Linked DNA regions of Hordeum vulgare: region 1 is linked to region 2. Evidence: chromatin contacts called from public Hi-C data. All regions are on one chromosome and are shown on one strand. The core of a region is the stretch at or near the end of the contact, and the rest is flanking DNA. Distances in the headings are between cores, read along the strand shown. Region 1 holds the start of LOC123436119 (replication factor C subunit 5-like). Region 2 holds the start of LOC123436072 (armadillo repeat-containing protein 7).

Region 1 (4,578 bases), core at 1,904-4,403, 220 kb after region 2:
CTCACTTGGTTCAACTCCAGTGCCAGTTCATCAATGCTATTCTGAAAATCTTCATCCCTGTCCCTTTTCAGTTCATTAACCAAGTGCTGCATTTCAAAGAAAAGGGAAAATCACAAACAGTAATGAGCTCCGACAAAATATGAACCTCGGCCAGATTCTTGGAATCACAAAGAACACATAATCATAACGCAGCGAAGAGCTTACACAGAAAATGAAATAAGGTGACACATTATGTTCAATCATTTTTCTGATCTTCCTCCGAATGAGATACAGCCTGTGTAAAAGTCATTCAGCAAAATTTCTGTTTTCATTCTGAAGTTCAAAAAAGAAACTCGTGCATACTGAATTGCAAACCATCATAGTGAAAGGGATAGCTTACTGCTTTGGACTTGGCTCCTCCATGATTTTTTTGGCAACATCATAAATTTCCTCCTCCCATCCCGTCAAAATGGGCTGGTCTTTCGTGAATGGATAGCTGTGTTGATTAAGAGAGTTGTTTATGAATATGGAAAGCCCTATGATTCAGTACCCATGGCGGTAAATATAACAATGCGAACAGATGGTTATAAGCAAAATGATCAGGATGAAACTTTGTGGCATGATGGCTACAACAGAAACACACCTTGATGGATCAGTTGACTTCTACTCAAAATGAATATTGTACCACTTGCAAACATAACATTGACCAGTGCTATGCCGGCACATTGGAGTTTCAAAATGGACTACTATTATGGCATTTCTACAATCCGAATATGAAATGGAGGAAAATCATTCGATGTGCTTACCTTGCTTTCCATGTAGCTTCAAAAGAGCGTATTGCCTGTCGGAGATTATTACTCGCGCTAGCTGCAATTCTACTGGCAAGTCCATGAGGCAAATCTATGCCTTCTTGTGTAGCAATGAACTCCAGAACCTTGATAATCTAAGAGAAATTATGTTTTCATCAAACTGTCCAGCACTGGAGAGAAGATAGATCATTCATACAGACCTAGTATGTACCTCATCAAATGAAGGTGGTTTAAGTCGGACAACCTTGCATAGATGTTCAACGGACTCAAGGTTTGAAGAACTGGAGCAGCTGAAAATAATTTTGTTGCAACCTGCATACCGCCCCAGAAACCAACCGATATAATGTTGAAGATCAGACGAAAGCCTATCAGCATCATGGACCACAATCACTGCATATATGAACCACTGACGCTTTAATATGTCATTTCACATCAATGAAGAATAGGCAGCTGTTCAAAATCCTGTGTTGATTAACAACAGTACCGCCAAAAGAAGAGGCAGTGATGTGTTAGAATGTACCTTTGCAGTTAGCATGATCGCAAATCAAGTCCGGTGGTGGGATTGACTCATTCAACAAAGTAGTTATGACATACTTCTCATAGCCATGTAAATCAGCCAAGTTTACCTCCACGTGATGATCTGAAATCTTCACTTTAACATCAATGTGTTTGGCGATTTCTCCCTACATCAAACAGTTCACCAGAAAGAAGGTACGGAATAAATTACATTTCATAATTTGCTTACAAATATTATCCTCTTCACAGTAATAAGGTTACTGGTGAAACAGAAAATGCGCCATTACAAGTTGCAATTCATACCTTCAGCTCGATTCTCTTTGTGATTTCCTCCATCTGTGAAATGGCAATTAAAATAAGGTATCGTGAGTTTCCAACAGTGATGTTTAACTCAGGATAAAAAGTAGTACTCTCTCCGATCCAAAAAAAAGTGCGGTGGCTTTAGTTCAAATTTGAACTGAACAAAAGTCACGACACTTTTTTTGGATCGGAGGCAGTAAGTGGTAATTTGTTCACAGGCTGCCTATAGTGACCTTGAGATTATCAGGACCAAAAGCATCTCTTAAAAGGGCCAGCACCATGCTTCTCTTCCCGACGGCCTGCGCCCCTTCAAATATGAAATGGTTGCATTGGCGTTCGGTCACCTGGACGCAGCAGTTATATTACAAAATTCAGTCTCGAATCCCAGTCTATCATCACAGTGTGCTTATCATCAGTTCATCACCCGATTCTAGTGCTTGGCTACAGTTTTACAGTGACAAAGGAATTCTAAGCAATGGTAATTTCGTGTAAGATTAAAGTGGGAAGGTGTGTGGCAACCATCCGGTGGAGCTCATCGGCGACGGCCTTGTTGCAGATGAATTCCCCGAGTACATTGGGCCGGTACCTGTCCGCCCACACGTACTGGTCCTCCGCCGCCGCCGCCGTCGATTCCACTGACAGCTGCGGAGAGTCCATCTGCGGCGACTTGGGCTTGCGCGAAACCCTCACCCAGATGTTTGCTCCTCTCCCGACAGTGGTGGCGGTATCGCCTCTCCAGTCGCTCGCAAGGCCGGCAACCACTTCGGTAGCCGCCACAGCACTGGCTTGGGACCCCGGCGGCGTCGGCTCTCGGCCGACGGCGGCGGCGTCCTCTCTCTCCCTCAAAGGCCTCCTGGCGGCGACTCTCTCCGCGTCTGCCTGGTCCAGGCGTGCCGGTACCTGGATTGACGTGGGCGGCGTCGACGCCGACGACGGCCGGGGCCGCGGGGGCGTCGACGCTGACGAACGGCGAGGCAGCGAGGGCGTCCGGGTGGGGGTGGCGGCGGCGCTCCTAGGGACGCAGGCGGCGCCGAATCGGTGGAGCACGCGGTTGATGAGCTTGGAGCGCGGCTGCGGCGGCCTGCCGCAGCCCGGGAGGAGGTGCACGGCGCGGCGCCTGGCCTCGCGGCGGCGGTCGTCGGCGAAGGCAGCGGAGAGGGTGCGGCCGGTCGGGGAAGCGGGCCAGGCGGTCGGGGATGCGGGTGACGGGGTCTCGATCGCCATGAGGGGGCTGACGGGGACAGACGGGGACGCGGCGAGGTGGGTGCATTGGCGTGAGGTGATGGGAGGAAGCAGGTGAAGGGGATCGGGAGGCGCCGGCCGGCGCGACCTGGCCGAGGAGGGCGGAGCTGGCGGGGGGATCAAGGAGCGGGATTATGCCGCGGCGGAAGGATCATTCCGTTTGATTAAGCTCGAGCTTTGTTGGTTAAATATTCCCGGTGTCACCTGTCCATCCATCATGGTCGCAGTCGTGGGCTTGGCCGGCCGGCCGCCGTTGGTTGGCTAATCGACGGCGACGCTAGAGTGAACAAGGAGAGAGAAAATTTTACAGATCTTTTTTTTTTCGGGAAACTATGAGCTTTATTCAACAACAATGGCACCAACACGATCAGCCATCACACTGGTCATGAGGAAACCTGGCGGGGAGTCCATCCAACAGTCGGTAACCCCAAGTGTGCTTGCATGTTTCGCACACAAGTGGGCCGGCAGGTTGGCAATTCTTATTACATGTTGAATATCAAAGGAAAGAAAGGATAAGGCTAGCTCATCAATTTCTAAAAGTAACGGCGCTACAATAGAGCGCGAAAAGCGTCGCGAGTGCCATAGCTGTACCATCTCCAAACAATCTGTTTCCATAACCACTCGCGAGAACCCCCGAAGCTTTGCAAATATCACCCCATCTCGCAAAGCCAACGCTTCTGCAATAAGAGGATCTGTGACATCAGGGTAAGGCTTACTCCAGGCAGCAACAAATGAGGCAGGAGATCTAGCTAAACCTCCTATTCCACTCTTGTTCTCAATCACTGAAACACTAGCATCCGTGTTGATTTTGACCCAATCAACTTTAGGCGGTCTCCATCCATACCCAGGTAGTGTCTTGGTCTGCTCCAATGGGAGTTCCAAAAGAGCCAGTGTTTCTCTAATACGCTTCATGGACTGGACCGGGTCCATACTCACTCTATCATGTGTTATGCTGTTACGTGATGTCCAGATCGCCCACATGACAGTAACTATTTTAGCCCTGTCCGCCTCAGTAAAACGTGGATCACAGAGGATATCCTTGCACCACGTACCAGGGTGTAGCTCCGGCAGCTTGAGGTGAAGCCAGCTTCTCGCTTCTGCCCAAAAGCTTTGCGCATGAGAGCACTTAATCAATGCATGAAGCATATCTTCATCCATACCTTTGCAGACCTTGCATCGCGCTAAGGTTGCTATATGCTTGTGCTGTAGTGTCATTTCCACCGGTAGTATACCCCGAAGGACTCGCCACCAGAACACACGGACCTTGGGCAACACTTTTAGTTTCCATAGTCGCGTCCACACCTGCTTATTATTCTCTGAAGATTCTGTAATCGTCCCTTCCTCTAGAGCTAACTGCTCGTTACGAGTCATTAGAGCACGATACGCGGATTTTACAGTGTAGGAGCCCGACCTCTCATGAGCCCAAGCCCAGAAATCATTACCACCACCATGTCTGAGCGGAATATTAAGAATTGCATCCGCGTCTGGGGGTATGAAGTTATTCCTGACTAGATCAGCTTTCCAGGACCAGCTCTCATTGTCAATCAAATCTGCAACTGTGTAGAGCATAGCAGAACCAACCTGCTCTGTAGGTCGAAGTGATAATCTCCCTGGCAGCCATCTATCTTCCCAGATTCTTACGGAGGAACCGTCCCCAATCCTCCTTAACAGCCCAGCCTCCAAGGCTCCTCTCCCTGCAACTATCGCCCGCCAAGTAGCCGAGGAGTTGCGC
Region 2 (4,749 bases), core at 175-2,674:
CGATCAATAGGAAATTTACATGCATAGGAAGGAACCCATCAGAAAAAAATACTCTTCAAAACAAAGAAGACCAATACTGTTATGATTGCAGTTCATAGGTTCAGAAATACTCACGGTATTCTTAACTGGGCTAGATAAGCATTGTACAACCAATGGGATTCCACCACATTGAGTAATAACAGAGGCATTTGCTGGATCTGCATGATAAATACAAAACAAGATGACCACGTCAAAAAATTATGTTTGATAGACACATTGAATAAGTGCCTTGCATACAACAACAACTAAGCCTTTAGTCCCAAACAAGTTGGGGGTAGGCTTGCATGCTTGACAATAATAAAAAATTCCATAGGATTCAAAGCATTAGATTGCTCACCAACACATGAATTACATATTCCACCAACGCCGAACTCAACAAGCCTTTCATTTGGTTCCGTAATGCAGTCCAAGAACAACTCGAGAATATTCAGCTGAGAAAGCAGAACAGATATACCGTCTCATTCAATAAGAAAGTACCAGAAGAGTGCTGAAAAAATGCAGCGATTGACCGAAACAAAAGTCATGTGGAATCATAAACCTGGCGCATAAAGGCGTAGTTATAAGGGTCATACGCAAAATTTGACAAGTTTGCAACAATTCTCTCCTTGTACTCTGAAACAAAAATGATAACACTGAAGCTGAGGCGTTTCACCGACAAAGTTGAGCTGTCTTCATACCATATGATAATTTTCAAACCTTTGTTATGCTATCTAGTCGAAAACATCAGTAGAGAGCCCATGCGTCAACCTTTCAATCCCTTTCGTTTTGCTTAGAATATATTGTGCATGTTTTCCTTGGTGTTGTTTGGAACTCACCAATTTGTTTCTTTTGGACCCAATACAATGTTCTTTAATGAGCTGCGACGAAACGCTCACAACAATTTCTACCATAATTCCAACTGAACTCAGTATCTATTTTCAGTTCCATCTAAACCAACACACCGAATTCTAGCACAAAAACACAGAAATTTGACTCCTGTGCAAGCCTAAGAAAGAACACCGAATTAGCCAACAGATTTTTACCTTCATCCGTGGAGTCCTGGAACTGGGTCACAAGATCCTGAGGAAATTGGTGATTACGTGTACTTTAACCAGTTAGAACAATCGCGGAAGGAATCGGGAGACCCCGGGGCAATCCCCGGCCGAGAAGACGGGAAGGAGGCGAACCTGAAGGTACTGGTCTCTCGGGGTGCCGCCGCGGCCAGTACGCTCGACCTGGCGCTGCGCGTTCGTGAACATCTCCTCTCCGCGGTCCCTCCCCTCCTTCCGGCTTCCTCCGGCGTGCGCGGTCGCTCGCAGTCGCCGTCGCCGGCACGTCGCAAGAAGGAACGGGAAAGGACGGCGTCTCTTGAACGAGATCCTCTAGCGTATTTTTTTTTTCGAGGGCTCCGTGACCTCTGTCTAGAGTACCTTTTAAAAAAAAAATCTCGTCTATTTTATTCATTCAAAACAAGTGTTATAGGTACAATGTTTAAAAAAAATCATTAATTTTATTAATTTCAAACAATTGTTACATCATCTATAAGAATAGGTACAATGCTTGAGTCATGAGAAGTATCCAACCATACATGTCTAACCATATTTAAATTACAAGCAAACTTGACAAGATTATTAGGCCCTGTTTCTTTAAAAAGTCCTAAGACTTTTTTTAGTCCCAACTAAAAAGTCTCTAGTCCCTACCTGTTTCTTTTCAAGGACTAAACATAGACTAGAAGTCATTAAATGACATGTAAAAAGACCATGCTACCCCTAATAATATACTACAAGTTATTAAATAACATGCTAAAAGTAGGGACATTGTTGGAAAAAGAGCCAAAAAAGTCCCAAAAAGTCCCTTCCATAGGGACTTCTTCCTTTAGTCCCAACTACCCCACTTTAGTCCCTAAAAGTCCCTCCTGTTTCTTTCACATGGGACTAAAAGGGACTTTTTCTAGTCCCTGGAAAGAAACACCCCCTTAGCCTCCAATTGAAAATCCTAGGCTCAAGAGTAAAAAAACCAAAAAGAAAGTTGTTACAACGGTGTTTGATCTCATGCACTATCGCTGCATTAGGCCAACTCCACCGCGCGCCCCCATCATGTCCGGCCCCGTCCGTTTGGGGTAAAAGGAACAAACTGGTCGGCCCAGCGCGAGACGGCCCGGACCCATCTTGTCCGTTTTGTGTTCGGGACGACCCATTTCGAGCGCAAACTTGCGGGGAGTTTGGGTCGCGGCGGACATCAAACAGACGCGCGCTCGTCCGCGTCGTGGCCGCGTGGCAGGCGGCCACCTACCTCCCACCCGCCCACATCAATGCGCACGAGCGGCCGGGCCCCGCCTGTCGTCCGCCCAGGGAACGGTCGCGGTCCTTCTTAAATGGGGAAGTCGTGGACCGGTCATCGTCCACAGTTTCCATCGCCACCCTGCGGTCTCCTCGAAACCCGACAGCCAACCCTAGCCTCCTTGAACTCGCCGGCCACCCACCTCGCAGCCATGGGCTGTGGAACTACGGCCGCAAGGGGAAGCACGACCGCGAGGCTGGCTCCTCGTCGGGATGCCGCCATGGCTCCATGAAGGAGGAGGCCGCATCGCCACCACGTCGTGCCTCCACCGCGGCTCCCTTCACCATCGGCCCTAGGCCCGCCGGCCAGCGCAACCGGCAGTACCTCAGCGCTGAGGTATGCCGGCGCTACTAGGAGACGAGGACGTCGGTCCCGTGAAGCGACGTCCACCTCCCCAACGCATGGCACCTCTCCGTCGACCGGGTCCCGATCCCGCCGGTGCCGACGAGTGGCCGTGCGCGTCGCGACGAGATCGAGCGCCACCGCCGCCTCCTCCCCGACGACCTGTACTACGACGACAGGTACGCCGCCCACTCCACCCTCTGGCACGGTCTCGGGGCCGCGGCGGGCACGGGAGGTGCGCGGGCGTACACGGGTGCGCGGCCTCACGCCCATGCCGTCTCCTTCTCCGTCTCTGTCACCACCTCCACCTCCTCACATGACGGAGGAGGAGGAGGCCTGGCTCATGCAGCGTGTCATGGAGGACTCCTTGATGATGCATGATGGACGCCAATGGCGGGGCCTAGAGGACGTGATGGCCCTCTCTGCGGCCGGCGACGTCGCCATCCCCAAGCAGATGGAGGAGGAGGAGGTGGTGGCCGCATTCCCTCCGGATCTGGTGGGCCAGCAATGGAGCTGGTCGTGCACGACGCCGGAGATGACGCAGGCAGTGGGGGCGTGAACTAGTGCCCCACGCTGCTGTGGTCACCGGAGCGGGACGCCTCGCCATGGGAGGAGGAGTTGCACGCACCTGCCAGCTTCCAGCCCGCCCCCGCGCACCAGGGACCGCCGGCCCACCTCTGGACGTCGCCGACCTACGACGACGATGACGACACCGGCGGCCAGTGAAGACGGCGACGGCCACGACATCGATGGGCTTTTTTTTATGTTAATTATGTCAAACTGGGCCGTTTTGTGGCCGTGAAAACTGGGCCTTTTTTATGTTAATGTTATTATATTTTAAGTTTTTTAACTGCGTTTATTCACTTTTGAGTTAAGTTTTTCTATTTCTTAATCACGTCCAACACGGACATGATTTAGGGTGCGGTCACGCGGTGGGCGCACGCACGACCCAATGGACAGAAGCGGACATGGGCGAACCCATTGCCGCCCCAAACGGACAAAATCCGGCCAAACCGGACATCCGTTTGGGGTTGTGCGGTGGAGTTGGCCTTAGGGCCTCCTTTCCCCCTGATGATGTCATTCACCACTTCCTGACGTGCCCAGGCAACACATATGTTATGCACATCCAAGTCCTTTGCGAGAGATAGAGCTTCCCACATGCATAAGTCTTCCAGATCAAGGGATCATTCGCCCCCCTGGGATACCACCGCCGAAGACCCCAGGTATAGGCCCGTATAGTCTCGACAAATAGCCATTGCAGCGCCACCATGATGGAAGCATGCGGCAAATCCATTGACATTGATCTTGACCATTCCAGTTGGAGGAGGGATCCATGATCCCATCGCTGCATGGGTTGCATCAGTTGAGCTTCGGTTCCCATCGCCACTTGCAATATGTTCCAACTCAGATACAAAGTTATCAATGAAGAACATCGTTTGGTGTGGGCTTTGAAATATGACCACATGCACAACCTTGTGTCGGGCATACCAGATAGACCGAAGGGTGGCCGCCATGCGAGTGAAGCTTCTTTGGTCCAGTGTATCAATAAGTTCGAAGAGCCAAAGCCTTGCATTTGGTTCCACATTGGCGGACATGTGAGAGACTAGCCCATCATCCGACGGCACCCATACACACCTTCCATGGTACAAGAAACTAGGGCATGACGCCATGAGTCTTGGCCGCCATAAAGCAGCGAAACGTCTTGGTCCGCCATATTTTGTTTCTTCAGCACGTTTGTGGTGCGCGAGTCTGCACAAGAAGATTATGATTTTTGACGGCACTTTGAGCTTCCACAGAGAGCTCCAAGATTATTCGTCTCTCTGGATGTGAAACGAACCGCTGCGCCCTTCGATCCACTTAACTCGATGCAGTTTCGTTCTTAGCAGAAATTTGTGAGCTCATGAGACAGAGAACTTCCCCTTCTTGTCAGGGAACCACGCCCAAGAGTCTGATGTATTATTAGTGCATGTAGGGATCCTCAAGATAGCGCTCACGTCAATCGGTAAAAATACCGAGATCGCTAGAGCTTCATCCCATGTTGTCGTTGCT

The links. Hi-C and Micro-C count contacts between places; a contact is called where the count stands out from the background.
Region 1: a contact with region 2 is called in a Hi-C map of leaf, with 5 times the contacts expected there. The contact joins the promoter of LOC123436119 here to the promoter of LOC123436072 in region 2. A contact is called at or near these places in 3 of 6 Hi-C or Micro-C datasets (leaf and seedling).

The regions. Positions count from the first base shown.
Region 1 is chr1H:353,863,384-353,867,961 of MorexV3_pseudomolecules_assembly, forward strand. It overlaps LOC123436119 (replication factor C subunit 5-like), which reads right to left and starts at 3,154. Exons shown (of 11, transcript XM_045115612.1): 1 at 2,124-3,154; 2 at 1,838-1,948; 3 at 1,608-1,640; 4 at 1,309-1,471; 5 at 1,000-1,178; 6 at 786-922; 7 at 380-475; 8 at 205-274; 9 at 6-86. The coding sequence starts at 2,828.
Region 2 is chr1H:353,642,518-353,647,266 of MorexV3_pseudomolecules_assembly, forward strand. It overlaps LOC123436072 (armadillo repeat-containing protein 7), which reads right to left and starts at 1,425. Exons shown (of 6, transcript XM_045115610.1): 1 at 1,206-1,425; 2 at 1,062-1,098; 3 at 578-651; 4 at 377-470; 5 at 115-197. The coding sequence starts at 1,277.